Linked DNA regions of Pan troglodytes: region 2 is linked to region 1. A link is a contact called in public HiChIP or PLAC-seq data. All regions are on one chromosome and are shown on one strand. The core of a region is the stretch at or near the end of the contact, and the rest is flanking DNA. Distances in the headings are between cores, read along the strand shown.

Region 1 (3,315 bases), core at 231-2,730:
ATATCGCTTGCCATTTTACATACAAACATAATTGTCATAATTCATGTTTTTACTGTGTTGACCTAAATAACAGGCTGTCTAAAAACGGTGGTAACAGTTCATTGCAGTGGGAATATGCGCGGCATAGCAAACTATGTGCTTATTCAGGGAGGTAAAGGAAGACAAAGGTTGTTTTTGGTTTTCATTTTTTTGAGACGGGGGTCTCTGTTGCCCAGGCTGGAGTACAATGGTGAGATCACAGCTCACTGCAGCCTCGATCCCCACGGGCTCGAGCGATCCTCCTGCTTCAGCCTACCAAGTCGTTGGGACCATAGGCGCACACTCCTATATTCCCAGCTAATTTTTGTATTTTTTGTATATATGGGGTTTTGCCATGTTGCCCAGACTGGGACAAAGGTTTATAAAGGAAAAAAAAATTTTTAAATGAGGATTACATCATTTTTCAGAAATAATTATCCTTGTCTACAAAGATCAGTAACTAGGGTCACACCAATCTGAGTGTCCCTGTAAAAGTATTTTTTGTTTAAGCCTGTGGTTTTTGTAGAGTCTTTTTCGTTATTAAGCATATAAATGTGAGACCTCTCTCTTCATGACCTTCCGTGGTTCTGTTTGTGGGAGGGCTGCTTTTTTTTTTTTTTGAGACTCAGTTTCGCTCTTGCTGCCCAGGCTGGAGTGCAGTGTCCTGATCTTGGCTCACTGCAATCTCCACCTCCTGGGTTCAAGCGATTCTCCTGCCTCAGCCTCCGGAGTAGCTGGGATTACAGGCGCCCGCCACCGTGCCCGGCTAATTTTTGTATTTTTAGGAGAGAAGTGGTTTTCGCCATTTTGGTCAGGCTGGACTTGAACTCCTGACCTCTGGTGATCCGCCGGTCTCTGCCTCTCACGGTGCTGGGATTACCCGCGTGAACCACCGCGCCCGGCCGAGAGTTTTAAAGAACACAGGGAGCGCCTGGTGGGGTCCGGCCTCGTGGGGTCCGGCCTCCTGGGGCCTCGTCGCCTGGTCTCCAGATCTCCAGGTCTCTGGACCCCAGGCGTCCGCGCCCACGCGGGACAGCACGGTGACGTCACGCACGCGGGTCCCGCCCCCACGCAGGACTCCGCCCCATGGGACTCCGTGCCCTTCCTCTCCTCCCCGCACGAGGGGCCGCTCCGAGGGGAAACTGAGTCTGGAGTTGCCGTGCAGTCAGGGAGGAGGACGCCGCGCCCTCCCTGGACTGGAGTGAGTTCTCCCAGATCCGCGGGTGCCCGGCTGGAGGGTCAGCCACGCGTGTTCTCGACGAGCCCGTCACTGAGGAGAGAATTATCCAATCAGGATAGGCAGGGGCGGGGCCCAGGGAACTGTCCAATCAGAGACGTTAATCCGAAGTAGAGCCCTGCCCAATCAAGGGCGCTAGGGGGACGGGCTGGAGAATTGTCCAATCAGGGGTGCGGAGTTGACAGCACTGTCCAATCAGAGTCTCCACTTCCCGAGATCTGTCCAATCAGACTCCGAGGACGGTAAGCCGAGTTCCCCTCTGCCTTGCGCGCTTCCCCGCCTACCCCGAGCGGCTCAGGTGTCCTGTCGTGCTCACCTGCGCCGGTCGCTGGACCGCGGGGCGCTAACCCTGGAGAGCCCAGGAGCGGGCGGGACATGGTGAGTGCTGGGCGGGAGCCGAGCCCGGGCCCAGGGCGAGGTGGGGCGGCAGGAACCGGCTTCCGCCCGAGTTCGCAGCCGGAGAAAGCTGAGGGACGCGCGGGGCGGCGCACGACGAGCGCCTGGGCCCCGGGGACGTGGTCACAGCGGCCGAGGGGTAGGGCTGGGGGCAGTCTGGGGTGACAGCAAAAGCGGTCAGGGGCTCGAGGGGTAGTTTCTGGGGACAGTAGAGGTCAGGAGTTTGGGGAGAGCTTGTGGGGACAGCAGAGGTGGTCAGGGGCTTGAGGCAATTTAAGTGGACAGTAGAGGTTTAAGGGGCACAGGGGCAGTTTGCGGGGACAGTAGAGGCGGTCAGGGACTCAAGGGCAGTTTTGGGACAGTGGAGGAGGGAAGGGGCAGTTTGCGGGAACAGACACGGTCAGGGGCTCGGCGGCAGTTTGGGGGTTCAGTGGAAGGGAGTCAGGCTCAAGGGCAGATTAGGGGGCCAATAGCAGCGGTCAGGAACTCGGGGAGAGTTTGAGGGGGCCGTAGAGGCGGTCATGGGTTTGAAGGGGCAGTTTTGGGGGACAGGTGATCAGGGGCTCAAAGGCAGTTTAGGGGGACAGTAGCTGCAGTCGGGAGTTTGGGGGCAGCTCGAGGGGACAGCAGAAGCAGTCAGGGGCTCAGGGGCACTTTAAGGGGGGCAGTAGAGGCGGTCAGGGGCTTGAGGTCAGTTTGGGGGGACAGTAAAGGGAGTCGGGCTCGAGGGATGTGTTGGGGGACAGTAGAGGCAGTCAGGGGATCGGGGAGAGTGGGAGGAGAGGGCAGGAGCCGTCAGGGGTTTTTGGTGGTCAGTTTGGGAAAGTCTGCCAAGGAGGAGGTGGTGCCCTGTCCTGGAGCCTGTCAAATAATAAAATCCTGGGCCGGGCGCGGTGGCTCACGCCTGTAATCCCAGCACTTTGGGAGGCCGAGGCGGGCGGATCACCTGAGGTCAGGAGTTCCAGACCAGCCTGGACAACATGGCGAAATCCCGTCTCTACTAAAAATACAACAATTAGCCGGGCGTGGTGGCGGGCGCCTGCAATCCCAGCTACTAGGGAGGCTGAGACAGGAGAATGGCGTGAACCTGGGAGGTGGAGCTTGCAGTGAGCCGACATGGCGCCACTGCACTCCAGCCTGGCGACAGAGAAAGACTCCGTCTCAAAAACAAAAACAAAAACAAACAAACAAAAAATCCTGGCTAGAGAAGGAAAGAGAAAAATAGGGATAAGCCCCAGCCTCCGAAACCTGCCAGGTCTCCAAATCAACCAGGAAAAGGTTTTACTTTCATACACAAGAAAAGGTTTGGAAGAACGTTTTAGGGGACAAGCAGAAAGGGGGTTGACAGTAAATGTACCTCCTTGTGGTCAGCTAGCTCAGGGGAGGTGACAGGGGACTCCACACTTACTGCTTGCTCAGACTCGGGGGGGCCACTCAAAGTTCAGGGGCCTGTGGAGAGGACAGAAGGCTGAGTAACGTTTGGGGAAGAAACGGGAGGCTGCGAACATGTGGTCAAGCTTGTGTAAACCCAAACGTAGTAAGGAAACTTTTATGAAAAAGGATTATTGCGAGGTATTGGGGGAGGGGGAGTAGGGGCTGTTGCAATAGGGAGAAGGGTTAGTTGGATTAGGGGCAGGAGAGTAATGCCAGAGGCTTGGGGTTCT
Region 2 (3,315 bases), core at 305-2,804, 240 kb before region 1:
GAACATGCGGACGGGACTCCTTCACAGGGAAGGCCAGGCCTTGACTTCCAGGGACCTGAGGGGCCAGGCTGAAAAGAAGAAAAACCAGGGACCAGAAGGTTCTGGAATGTCAGGGACAGCTATAGCCAGGCAAAGACAAGGGGATGTGGAATGGTCTAGACACTGGGGTCAGGGCCACGACGGGAGGGGGCGAGGCTGTTGAGTGGGAGACTTGCAGAATGCAAGGCCAAGGGGGTGCGAATTTGGAAAGGGAAGAGGAAATCCTGTAAAGATGGAACAAGTGGGGTTCTGGGAAGTGGGTGTGAGGAGGCTGAGCTGAGGGCGTGGGTATGCATCAAAGGCGGGACAGAAAAGGGGTCAAAGGGAACCCCAGGCGAGTGGACTGAACTGGGGATGTGGGAGGAGACCAGGGAAGCTGGGCTAGCAGATTCTGAAACATGACTCACGAACTGGGACCAGAGAGCGTCAGGGGTCTGGGGACAAATGGGCCCTAGACGTGGGGGCCGGTGACTAGAGCGAGAAAATTCAGGGGAGTTGAATTTGGGCACTGGACAAAATGCACTTGGCACCCAGGGCCGTGGGAGGGGGTGGGGAATGCTGGACCACCGCGTCGGGTGGCTCAGCCTGGCAGAAATCAGTGCAGGGACCTTTAACTCCAAACGCAGTCAGCTAAAGGCGAGAGGCCTGGGAACACGGTCGTGACCCAGTGGATCCAGAGACCAACCAGATGGTCTCCAGAACAGGACCCTGGGAGCTGGAGGTCAGGACGGGAGCGTCTGCTCAAGTGAGCCAGGACCAGGAAGCCTAAGGGGCGGAGGGGGCCCAGGAGGGAGAAACTCGGCAAGGCAGGCAGACGCCGGCCCAGCTGGGGACAGGAGAGAGGGGACTTAGGGCTCCAGGGGCGCGGGACGATTGGCCCGGCCATGGGTTCCGGGGCAGGGAGACCTAGGCAGGGGCCGGGGGCTGTGGGAGCGAGCGCGGGGGGTCCCTGGGCGCTAGGCAAGAAGAGCCGGGATTCCAGGGCGCCCGGGGGTCCAGGGCGGCAGGGCTCTGCCTCGCCTGGGGCCTGAGCATGGGTCGGGCAGCCCAGGCCGGAGCTAGGGATCGGCCTGGGGCTGGCCGGGCCGGAGTGGCGTGGCCGGGGAGCCCGGGGAGCCCCGAGGGTGGGCGGGGACACGCACCGTAGGGCTGGCCCTGCAGGTCGTACTGCTGCATGCGGTACACGGTGAACTCGTGCGCGGCGTCGGCGGCGGGCAGCGGCGGCGCCACCAGCAGCAGCACAGCGGGCAGGAAGACGATGAAGCCGAGAGGCAGACAAGACGCCTTCAGCATGTTCTCCAGCACCTCGCCCGCTTCCTCCAGCATCCTGGCCGGCGGCGGGGCCGCGCGGGGCGGCAGCTGGGACGGGACGGCGGCGGCGGCGGCTCCCGCGGACTCACCTCGGCATGGGTAGCCGCCGGGGTCCTGCGGGCGCCGCGCGGGGCAGCCCGCACTCGCCCTGAGGTCCTGTGGGCACCGCCGCGAACCGCCCCGCCGCGAACCGCCCCGCCGGCCGCGCTGCCTGTCGGGAATTGTAGTCCCTCCGGCGCTCGCGGAGCCCTGTGGGAGTTGTAGGCCCACTCTGGAACTCCCGGAAGGTGCGGCAGGCTGTTCGGCTAATAGCGTTGAGGTTTCACATAAACTCCAAGTCATAAAATGCAATAAAATGCTTTAAAAAACTATTTCGCGATATCACTTTCTTAACCTTGTCTTTGGCGTTGGGGGAGCTGGGGTGAGGGGCGAAAGGTGGGGACAGGACGTGACCTTGCGACCTCGAAGGAAGTTGGGGATAAAGAGAAAAGAAAGTGCCTGGTTGGCGCGCTAGGTCTTCTGGGAGTTGTAGTCCCGTCAAACACACAAAGGGTCACGGGAACTGTAGTCGTCCTGGCAGAAATTGCTGAGAAAAACAAAAATCACTTAAAACTCCCAAGGATGTAGATGTCAAACTCCACGAAGGCAAAAACTTTTGTCTGTTTTGTGCATATGATGTATCCCCGGCATCTAGCACAAGACCTGGCGCACGGCGGGTGGCCTATACCATTTTTGAATGAATGAATGAAAAATAGAAAGTCATGATAGTCAGTTCCTAAGGGAGGCCGCAGTGGGTTGTGGGACTTGTAGTCTGGAGCCTGCAGTTTGTGCAGGGGTCGGTGGCAGGTATTTATATTTATCTTTATTCATATTTGGGGCATACTTATACCAAAAAAGTATTTGTTGTTCATCAGAAATTTAAAGTTAAAACCCAGTGTCTCACGGCTAGAGGTACCTAAGGAATGTCCCTTTGTACAGATGGGGAGACTGAGCCCCAGGGTGCAGCAGACAGTAGCCCTGGCTCTCAGCACGTTATCATCCCAGGCTCCGTACGGCTGCCTAAGGAGTCAGGGCTTCCTTTCTGTCCCAAGTGAGAAGTGGCACTGGTGCTGATTAAGAGCCTGGGCTCAAATCCCAACTCCTCCATTTCCCAGCTGTGTGGCTTTGGGCAAGTCGCTTCACCTCTCAGAGTCTCAGTTTCCTCAGATATAATGATAAAGAATCAAGCACTCTCCCTGCCAGCAGCATGTGAGAATTCTGTTTGTTTGTTTGTTTTTGAGATGTAGTCTCTGTCACCTAGGCTGGAGTGCAGTGGCTTGATCTCAGCTCACCGCAACCTCCACCTCCTGGGTTCAAGCAATTCCTGTGTCTCAGCCTCCTGAGTAGCTGTAAATTACAGGCGTGAGCTACCGCGCCCGGCTAGAAAGGGAGTTTCTGAGCGTGCTGCTGGGTCACTGAGCACCTACTGTGTGCCAGGCCGTGTGGTGGGTGCTGGGGACACAGCCGGGACCCCGGCAAAGCCACAATATCCACCGACACGGAGCTCGAAGTCCAAAGGAGGAGGTGGATTGTGTGACCAGGGGCGATGGGAGCTGGGATAGAGGACACACAGGCAGCTGGGAGAAGCCCAGAGGAGGTCTAGGGAGGAGAGGAAATCAGAGGAGGCTTCCTGGAGGAGGTGACACTTAAGCTGAAACTCAAAAGATGAGCCAGAGCAGATGAGTGAAGAACGAGGGAAAGCTGTGCCCAGTATAAAGCAGAGTTGTCATGCAGGGAACACAGGCAGCTGTGGGAGCCTAGAGGAGACCTAGGGAGGAGGAGAAATCAAAGAAGGCTTCCTGGAGGAGGTGACGCTAAAACTAAGGTACAAAGAATGAGCAGGCAGAAGTCAAGTGACAAAGGAGGGAAGGTGCGGGCTAACAAGGCCCCTCTATCAGGGACAACAAAGGAGGTTAAGCGAAAAGC

Evidence for each region. HiChIP or PLAC-seq counts read pairs in DNA pulled down with a chosen protein or histone mark.
Region 2: an H3K4me3 HiChIP or PLAC-seq map of stem cell-derived excitatory neurons shows a contact between it and region 1, with 5 times the contacts expected there. The contact joins the promoter of NCLN here to the promoter of ZNF77 in region 1. A contact is called at or near these places in 1 of 7 Hi-C or Micro-C datasets (stem cell-derived neural progenitor cells) and 1 of 1 datasets of contacts at active chromatin or transcription factors (stem cell-derived excitatory neurons).

The regions. Positions count from the first base shown.
Region 1 is chr20:5,287,744-5,291,058 of NHGRI_mPanTro3-v2.0_pri, reverse strand. It overlaps ZNF77 (zinc finger protein 77), which reads left to right and starts at 1,480. Exons shown (of 4, transcript XM_016937024.4): 1 at 1,480-1,633. The coding sequence starts at 1,631.
Region 2 is chr20:5,529,237-5,532,551 of NHGRI_mPanTro3-v2.0_pri, reverse strand. NCLN (nicalin) reads right to left here and starts at 1,554. Exons shown (of 15, transcript XM_524050.9): 1 at 1,182-1,554. The coding sequence starts at 1,365.